3 separate regions of the Zea mays genome follow, and all the other regions are linked to region 2. A link is a contact called in public Hi-C data. All regions are on one chromosome and are shown on one strand. Each heading gives the region's core, a stretch centred on a gene start, on an enhancer-like site or on the middle of the called end of the contact. The rest is flanking DNA. Distances are from core to core; before and after follow the strand shown. Region 1 has its middle 24 kb from the start of LOC103626716. Region 2 holds the start of LOC100217072 (Chaperone protein ClpB4 mitochondrial). Region 3 has its middle 73 kb from the start of LOC109939939.

The links. A called contact is a pair of places that touch in the nucleus more often than the background predicts.
Region 1: a Hi-C map of bundle sheath shows a contact between it and region 2, with 4 times the contacts expected there. The contact joins the enhancer-like site here to the promoter of LOC100217072 in region 2. A contact is called at or near these places in 4 of 25 Hi-C or Micro-C datasets (bundle sheath, ear, endosperm and 1 more).
Region 3: a Hi-C map of ear shows a contact between it and region 2, with 3 times the contacts expected there. The contact joins the enhancer-like site here to the promoter of LOC100217072 in region 2. A contact is called at or near these places in 2 of 25 Hi-C or Micro-C datasets (ear and tassel).

What each region holds. Positions count from the first base shown.
Region 1 is chr5:94,820,080-94,823,198 of Zm-B73-REFERENCE-NAM-5.0, forward strand. No RefSeq gene overlaps it. Among protein-coding and RNA genes, the nearest start is that of LOC103626716, 24 kb to the right of the region's middle. Within about 2 kb of position 1,827, at least 20 of the 20 cell types and tissues checked have an H3K27ac peak or open chromatin away from gene starts, as enhancers often do. A contact at or near this core is called in bundle sheath, ear, endosperm and 1 more, where this site is marked.
Region 2 is chr5:95,342,591-95,345,821 of Zm-B73-REFERENCE-NAM-5.0, forward strand. It overlaps LOC100217072 (Chaperone protein ClpB4 mitochondrial), which reads right to left and starts at 1,611. Exons shown (of 10, transcript NM_001359556.1): 1 at 1,028-1,611. The coding sequence starts at 1,324. LOC541638 (response regulator 9) reads right to left here. Exons shown (of 6, transcript NM_001111393.1): 5 at 2,673-3,231; 6 at 2,247-2,577. The coding sequence ends at 2,524.
Region 3 is chr5:96,099,532-96,102,978 of Zm-B73-REFERENCE-NAM-5.0, forward strand. No RefSeq gene overlaps it. Among protein-coding and RNA genes, the nearest start is that of LOC109939939, 73 kb to the left of the region's middle. Within about 2 kb of position 1,585, at least 19 of the 20 cell types and tissues checked have an H3K27ac peak or open chromatin away from gene starts, as enhancers often do. A contact at or near this core is called in ear and tassel, where this site is marked.

The DNA.
Region 1 (3,119 bases), core at 577-3,076, 520 kb before region 2:
CAAACTTGTTTTCAGTTAACAGTTGTACTGCTATCAACTCGTCTGGAATCTAGTACGGTCAGTGGATGACACGTGGTGGAACGGTGCTTGCCAAACTGACTGCCTTCATTCTTCATGGCCTACAACTACAACAGGTCAGATTGTTCGGCGAGTCGACCTTCTCCAGGTGTACGATTGCAATAAGCAGCCAAGATCAAGCGTAGCACTTTCAGTATCGTAATCTGCATTTTTTTCTGGTTGATAGTTTTTTTTTTACTGAAAAGGTCAGGATAAGTTTTTAAGGTGGATAATTAATAACGCAAACAAGAGATTACCTGGTCATATTCAGGCGATGTGGATCCGGTGGTCGTCGGTGAGCGGTGCGCGCCCGGGTGGGAGGCTTAACTTTTTCCTTACAGGCCTGGAGACTTGGCCCACATAATACAGACTGCCCAGCTGGCCAGCTCCTTCGCGAGAGCTCGATCCACTCGGCCTCTTTAGCAGTGATGGGCCAACAAATGGAGTAATCTATCACCCCAAAAAAAACATAAGGCCGTAAAAGATGGTCTTTAGATACAATTACACTTATTTGGGCTGACCAGGTACGACAATTACCTGCGAACGATGTTGGTCACGAGCGAGAAGAAGGAACCGTAATTCACTTATTTGGGCTGACCGCTTCTTACATCCGTACATGGGCTTTATATGGCCCATTGCTCGTGGCCTGTTACCCCGCTATGCACTAGTGTTGCGCTTTTTTTCATTTAAAATATTTAGATTTTAAAACTATACTCCAGAACTGAAATATTGCGAAAAAAAAATGAGTGGCTACCGTCCCAATAATGGACTACAGAGGCTCAATTATGAATATTTTTGCATTTTTTTGGCACCAGGATCCCTAGGGGACCTGCCGCCGAGTATAGGGGCAAAAAAGACCCCCTCGTCTCTATACTCTTATTTTTTAAATAGGGTGTTTGGTATGTTTCATATGAGGAAAAAATATGCGACGTCTTGTCTTGCAACTCCTGGCACTACTAGCCAGTACACCTATGATGATAATTTCTCATATAGAATATACTAAACATCTTATTTAATAAGGGCAAAACATGTGTCGCCCCTCCCTCGACCAAGACGGTGTGATATCAAAGAATGAATATCTTTGGTACAAGATTGCGATATCACAAAGGTGCATGGCATGTACAAAGCTCTGAGATTAATCTCAAGAAAATGCTTCTGAACACCATGGTATTTTTCCCTTCATACTCAACCAATTGTCATAACCTTAATTCTGCAAAAACCCTAATACCTGATTACTCCAAACCAAACAGACTTGCCACTGCTAGCACGCACGTGCCACACCAGCGCGAGCAAAGCCGGTGGTTTGGTGCGTGCATGCAGGTGCAGCGTCTGGCTGGCAGAGCGCGTCGTCGCCGTGGACAGGAGGATTTCTTTTTTGTTTTCTGAACAAGGACAGCAGGATCTTTTTGCAGGACACAGGACGACGCCATCTATCACGTCGGCGTCGGCGTCGGCGGGGCCTGGTAGCGTGGACTCCGCGTCATGCGCCCATGCCCGTGCCGACACGCACCGGACAACTCGTGCATGCAACCTGGCCGAGCGGCGAGAGCGTGCTTATTAATTTATTTATTAATTAATCAGATCAGAAGAAGCCCCGGTGGAGTGGAGTGGAGCCACGCGCGCGCGCATCTCGACGGCGATTTTTCAGGCATGAACGCGCCGCGACCGACCGACCGAGCGCCCTGACCACGCGCTCACGCACACACTTACGTAAGGAACAGTTGGATGCATGCATGGCACTGGCACAGCACAAGAAGCACATGTTCCCCGTGCGGTGCGGCACAAGTGAGGACCCAGCGCAGCAGCAGAGGAGATCTCCCACTTCTCCAAGTACATGTACTCCTACCCACCAACACTTTCTGCTCGGTTGGAGAAGCATGCGGACGCAAGGGAATCAGAAGGCGGTGGGTGGTTGGTGAGTCTCTTGCGTCTCATATGCTACTGTCCACGTACACAGATCTAATCTAGGATAATCCGGGGTACCTAGCTAGCACTACGAGTATGTAGTAACTAATTAACCTGCGGGGTGTACTATAGCTAGCTTAAGAAAACAAAGGAGAGGAACCAAGTATATATGACGGACAGCGCTAAGGCTATCGTCTCCAGCAGCTCTCCTACTCCCTCTAGTCTAAATTGACGTTTAAGGCAACGAAGGAATGGATCAAAAATTTTGATGTTTTAGCTTTTGCATGCAAATTTAGCCGTTTTTGCCCCTGCATGCGCGCTTAGCGTGCACCAATGTTGCGCATTTAATTCCCCTTGCTACATGGGGCTCCTTATTTTCTCTGCATGCATGCGTATTAAACATGCTGAAATTGTGGAGCAGCATAGACACTTTGTCACGAGCTAAAAAGAAAAGAAAATGAAGACCGGCATTACCAATTTCATTGTTCGGTGGTTCCATATTCAAATCCATCATGAACAAGCACCACAGTTAGTAGTAGAGTAGTAGTATCTGGTTAGCTGGATTATTTTGGATATCTGGCACCAGTACGTTTGCAATGCATCTAGTGATAGCTAGCCGGATTACATCCACGCATCGGCAACATTGGCGCGAAAAAAATGGCATGCAGCGGCAACATTGGCGCGAACGAAAAAAATGACGGATGCAGCAAAATAAATCCCATCGCGAAAAAAGGGCCTCTAATGCACGGCCAGGAGTTGAACCGGAGACCGTAGGCTTCAAAAATGTCTTTCCAACCACATGAGCTAAGAGAATATAATGACCTCCAATGCCACACGACCTTATTTACTAAAGGTAAAACGGGAAACATGCACTCTAGTTAATGACTTCTCGTCAAGAATTTTAGACCTGGAGGGAGTATATCCCATTCTCTATCTTGTTTTCTATATCAAACCCCGCTCAACAAACACTATTATATGTGGTGCAAACATTATTTCGCACACGATCATATGCATGATAACGAGCGGGTAACGAGGCACCATCAACATCAACAGTAGAGGCACCGATCGAGCCCGTTCCATTAGTACACAGACGCTCTATAGCGGCGGTTGTGAACCAATTTTCACTAGTGTTTCTTGGAACCGCCGGTGCTAGGAGC
Region 2 (3,231 bases), core at 361-2,860:
TGCTGCTGGAACAGAAATATTTGGGTCTCCTGTTTTCAGGGAAATTGCTGTTTAAACTATTTGGTGTCATCAAAATAGTAGTCTTCGAAGATGTGGTTCAATCAGTCGGCAGATGGAAGCAATCTTTCAAGCCTGAATTTGCTCTATTGTCTCTAAAAGCAAAATCAAATGTTAAGACTTTGTTGTCAGATTGGTTGATCAATTTTACCATGATGTTAGCCGCCTCCTCTTTTGATTTATGATCCTTGTGACTCCCTTGTTACATTTTTTTTTCCTTTTCTGTATATACATACAAAACAAGATATCTTACTCTCGAGAAAACACCCCACGTTTTTGTCACAAAGAAAGAGCACTTGCAAACCTGCCCTAGCACTGCAAGTCAAGCGAAGATCTAGATGCATGTGAAATCTATAGTAATTCATGGTTGGAGACACTCTATTCAAGTGGGAACCTATAGGTAAAAGTATAACACTCCGATATACTGTTTAACTACATCTACAGACGGACCAACTGATTGTACACACTTTTGAAACAAAGGTTAGAAACTGTTGACTTGTTTAACTAATAACAACAAAAGAATGCAATCACCAACACGATGAAAATACAGCTACAGCAAGACAATAGTCCAACAACATCAACACAGAAAGCACCTAAAAGCATCATCTCAGCATCGCTTATGGATTTTGTATTGTGGAATAGGACTATTAACTATGCAAATCAATCACCCCAGCATTCCATACTTCCGGAGATCAAAGGATGAAATCAGTGACACCATACTACTACACAATAGTATCACACCTATTCATTATAGCATCCAAAGTTATCGTGACACAATGAATCTTTACGAATTTGCAGCAGAAGTGCAGAACAGCATGCATTCGACGTTCCAGAGCTTTACAATCCAGCCGTTTGGTTAGCTAGATCTCTACAGCACTGACCGAAATCAAATCGACACGAGTGGCACCCAATCAGCGGCTCGGCGCATAAGAACAGAGACACGGGCAGCGGTGTACATAGTGGCACCGACCTGAGACGAGGACGAGGTGCCGGCGGCGCTGTACTGAGCGGGCGTAGTAGAGTGGAACAGCCGGCGCGGCGGCACCTGGAGCCCAGCTCCGCCGGCCCCGACGGGAAACCGCCCCAAAGGCGCGGCAAACCACGCCGGCCTCCCCGTGGTGGCGCCGAAGGCGGAGGCATCACCCGCGAGCGGCGCGAGGGACCGCGGGAGTACCTCGCGGCTAACGCCGGGGCCCTGGCGGCGTTTGGTGGCGACCACAACCGCGCGGGCTGCGCGCGCTAGCCTGGACGCGGCGGAGCGCGCCATCGTGGCGGAGGGTTTTGGGTCTGGGTTTAGCGCTTTGCTGCGGACACTGGACTGGCCAAGCGGTTACGCCGCGAAGATGCTGGCTCGGTTATTTGTGGCGGCGGCGACGGTTGTTGGGAGGGCACAGCGGAGAGGAGTGGCGACGCTTGGAGAAGGGGAAAGAAGGTGTGCCGGCAGCGCAGGCGAAGCGAATGGAAGGTTGCAGAAGCTTCTACTAGATGCGGTGTTCGTCGACCTCCGTGCACGTCAACCGTCTGATCCGTAACCGACGGATACCGTTCGTAGCCGACTCAAGGGGGGGCACTCATCGTCGAGATAAGATGGAGAACTGCGTTCGGCGCGAGTTCTTCACTTTCGCTGCATCGTTTGCTCGGCAGCAGCAGCGGATGAAGGCGAGTATCCAAATCTTTTGCAAATTGCAAACGCATAAACTCCAAAACATTCAAACTACAGGGCTAGTTTGGTGTCAAGAAGATTGTATTAAGGTAAACCAAAATCTATATGTACTAAAGTGAATTGGAGGGTAAATTAGTTTACACCGTAAACCGCTTTAATATATGTGAATCAAAGTAAGTACTAATTGAATTGAAGTGTAAATTAGTTTACACCGTAAACGGCTTTAATATATACAAATTAAAGTAAATACTATAGTATCCAAACAAGCTCTAAGACGGATCGGTGTATTGAGGGGGATCGTGGGGTTGTCACCAAACCAGTGTTCACGCTTGATCTTCGCCTATAACTTCAGTCTCGGCAAGACTGACCACGATGCTGGAAACATGTTTCGATTTCTCAGGCTATCAAGCAATCATGCAAAATTGCAAATGACGAATGCTGGGATCTTTCTGGAACAGATTGCCAGTGACAATCAACAAAGGGAACAGCAAAACGATTTCCAAGAGGAAACAGGACAGCATTCCTTGGCTCATAACCATGCTGTATATATCACGATAGCCACAGTTAACACCTGACTTGAAAACATAGCCATACGAGTTAAGGTAGCAAATACCACATAGTTGATATTCGGACGTGACACTGGAACCTGGTCGCTAAACTGAAAAACCAAATGCAAAGGGCATTTGTGATGCAATCTTGCTACTATAAACAACTTTGGACCAATCAAGCGCCGAACCCCTCCACAACCACAAATGCGGAAAATCTCACACGAAGGCAGACTTGATGTAGAGAACTGAAACTTGCTAGACCAGTTCCCAGTCCCCATCAATGAAGGAGACGCCATCGTCTGCGCGGTCCTGCATTGAAAAAAAAACGCATGGTTCACATAAAAATACGGGGCCGTAATGCTAACTACTCTCGAATATAAAAAAAAAGATGTATAGGACCATACCGGCCTAAACATGTCCACGACAATGTCATCCAGACCACCACTAAGTCCCCTTTGCAGCCTACCTGTCCCCATGAGTTCGTTGTTGTAGTTTAGATGACTGCTGACAGCTTGGTGATCAATCCTGCCATCTTGCAGAGGGGGGACAACACAACCACCTGAATTGCTACCACCCAGTGTCTGCCCTGGAACAACAGAACCGTCTATGCGAAGGTTCGGCAATGTAGAGTTGACGCCTGAATTACTAAGCGCAAGGTTGTTATTCAGCATCTCTCTCGAGTTCGTGCTGCTTCCATAAGCGAAGGGCACCGCTTCCTGAGTGAACGGCATCGGAAGACCGTTGCTGGCTAGTGATGCTACTTGGTGGCTCTGCATTTCACTTCCCAGCAAAGGGATCTGACTGGATGCTTCTGTAAAGCTTGAGAGAGGCTCAAGCTTGGGCCTATTCACGATCCTGTCCTTCTGGCCAATCTCCTGAACATTGGATGATGAGACCGCGGTTGGCCAGGTGGTGTTGCACCTTCCAAGATCTGCAAACTGGGGGGGCTCACCAACAAATGAG
Region 3 (3,447 bases), core at 335-2,834, 760 kb after region 2:
TTCAACTCATGTTTCCGCAACTGACGAGACGCGTAGGCGATCACATGTTCTTCTTGCATAAGCACACATCCCAAGCCTTGGCCACATGCATCACAATAAATGTCAAATCCCTTCTGTAGATCTGGCATAACCAACACTAGGGGTGACATCAACCTAAATTCAGTTGATTAAAGCTATCTTGGCACTTCGAGTCCCACTTAAACTCTCTTCCCTTCTCCAGAAGTGAGGTCATAGGCTTAGCAATCCTAGAGAACCCTTCAATAAATCACCGATAATAGCCTGCAAGTCCTAAGAAACTCCGGACATCAGTAACTGTACTGGTATACTCCACTCCAATATCTCCTTGACTTTAGCAGGATCCACTGATATCCCACCATTAGAAATGATATGTCCAAGGAATGGCACTTCATCAATCTAGAACTCGCATTTGCTATACTTAGCGTAGAGTTGATTATCCCATAGCTTTTGTAGCACCAATCTCAGATGTTTCTCATGATCACTATCACTCTTGGAATAAATAAGAATATCGTTGATGAATACCACGACGAATATAAACCATATCGGGTTGAGAAAGCCGTCTTAGGAATATCAGATGGTCTAATCTTCATTTGATGATAACCTGATCGGAGATCAATCTTCGAGAACACCCTTGCACCTCTCATCTGATCAAATAAATCCTCAACGCGGGGTAACAGATACTTGTTCTTCACAGTAACATCATTAAGGGATCTATAATCCACACACATCCTTTGCGATCCATCTTTCTTCTGTACAAACAGAACCGACACTCCCCAAGGTGAGGAACTCGGACGAATGTACCCTGCTTTCTGCAACTCCGTTAACTGTTTCTTAAGTTCTTTTAACTCTTCCACTGACATCTTATATGGCCTTTTTGAAATGGGAGCAGTACTAGGTAAGAGATCAATAATGAATTTGACTTCCCTATCTGGTGGCATTCCGGGTGTAAACCCTAGAATCTAGCTCCTAAAACCCTAGTCACTTGAGAAATAATAAAGGAGTCATTTTAATTATGGATCTTATTAAAAGAGGCATATTTCCTTTAAATATTTTTTAGGAGACTATATAAAAAGACCCTTATATGAGTAATGTATTTATAAATACTTTCTTGAAGCATCTAAATTAACATATGTTATATACTATAAATTACATTCAAAAAAATAAATAATACAATGTGGAGTACACAAGTGACATATTCAAAAACATTATCATAAATAAAATAATAAATAGATTAATAAAAGTATATTCATGCATTCATGTTGAAGTTTTGATTGTGCATTTATTTGGAATTAGAAAACTGAAAACCCAGATTTAAAATTCAATTTAAACCATATTCAAACTTGAAAGAAATACAAAACTGAAAATGAGAATAAGGAAAAGAATTGGTGAACGGGCCAATTGGGCCGAATTCTCACCTGCCAGCCCAGTTTTCTTCCCTTTTTGGCCCACTAACTCCACCACTGCGTGGCTGTTGCGCTACTGGTGCGCGGGCCCACTGCCTAGTCTCAAGTGACGCGCTCTGGTGCTTATTCTCGCTGTCGTGTGGGACTCAGCCCCTTCCCACCGTCGCGTTTCTGCGGATGACATGTGGCCCCCAGGCGTCAGGTCTTTCCCCAACCCCCAGGTCGGTAGCAACTGAAGACCGAGTTCTTTTCGCCTCGGTGCGCAACAGAATCGCGTGGTGGCTGGTGGGCTTCTGCCACGGTCTTCGCAGGCCACGCGCTGGGATCCCGCTGGATGCACCGGCTTCTGCGCAGCCACCATCGAAGGTCCAACTACCTCTGCACATAAACAGTCGCGCCGCCACACTCCCAGAATTTCTCCCCCACAGCAGTACTAGGCGCAGAGAACCCCCTTCCTCCACTCGACGTCAAGCCATGGCGCACATCACACAAGTCTACTTCCTGTTCGAGCTCCTCCATGGGCGCAGGGATCTTTCGCGGTTCAGGGAGTTCCATGGCTAGAGGCTTCTGCTGCGTCACCACGGGTCAAACGGCGAGGGAAAACGCAGAGAGAGGAGGGAGATGGAGCTTCGGTGCCGCTGGTGTCGCGGGCCGCGCCGTGCGGGAGCGGGAACTGCTTTGCCATGGCCGAGGAACTTCACCGGGCCGCCGCAACCGTGCTCTGCGCCGCCGCCAGGGAGCTTCGCGTGCGGGGAAGCACTCGCTAAAACATCAGCAGCCACGCGCCGAGCTGTGCGCGGTGGTCTGGGCAACCGCGGGGAAGAGTCGTCCGGGCTCTGGACGCGCGTGGCGGCTGCGGTGCTCCCCGTACCGTAGGTGGCGTCCTTTGCGGCATCAAGTTAGGGTGCCGGGACTCGCCTCGAAGGAACTCAGTCGCGCAGTCATTCACTGGGAGCTGCCTCCAATTGCCGGTATGCGCATGTCCCAATTGTACAATGCCCTTCCGCGTTATGCATAGGATTTTTTGCACCTCAAATCCGTACACCGTGTGCTAGTGGGGGGAAAACGGCACTCCGGTGCTCGATTGGGCGGCACTCCGGTGAGGAACCTCCGTAGACTCTGGGCGGCACCGCCGTAACAGGTTCGTGTGGAGAAGATGAGCCTAACACCGTCGACCTCGTGTTGGACGGCCATGATCGAGTGTAGCGTACCGATTAGTGTAGAATAGATCTTCGCCGTTGGATGGAAATCGAGCAAGCGAGGAACCATGCGCTGTGTACCGCGGATCTCCAACGACCAGGGTCGGGTACAGGTAAAATCTAACCTAGGTCTAATCTGGCGCACAAGTTCTAGATCCGACGGCCTAGATCGCCAGGTACCCTTTCAGCCAGCGCTAGTTGCAAAAGAGCCCTCGGGGTTCTGAAAAATAAACCCGCCATCCACTCGGGCGCTCTCTTAGTCTTAAGAAGTTTTATATCAAACCCCCTGCATTTCTCTATTTTTACGCGCGCAGTCCAGTGAATGAGAAAAACAAAGAAATTGAATTAGAAATTGAATTTTAATATAAAAACAATTCCTAAAACTTGTTTAATTCATATAAAATTCATATGAAGTCCAAATTAATCCATTTCAATTCCTATAATTTTATAATATTATTGTTTATCAAATAGTGCCACTGATTTGACATGAAAGCCAGTTTAAAATTTATTTCCTAATTAATCTTATATTAGATACATAAAACCTTAGGAAATTCATAACTCCTCCGTTTTAACTCAGATTTGATCCATTCAAGTTGCGTTAGCCTCTTATAAATATTTACTATGCAATAACAATATTTATTATCTCATGTCTCATTATTTTATAATTAGATCTGTATTTAACTTATGTTGGTTAGTCTTGTTAATCTGCTCATATACTAAAATATGATCTATGGTCAATTAATAATTTATATTAAAGTTGAATTAATTACTACTATAGGTTAACTTTTCTCTGGGATTATAAAATAAACATAGAACCTAGTGTTAAT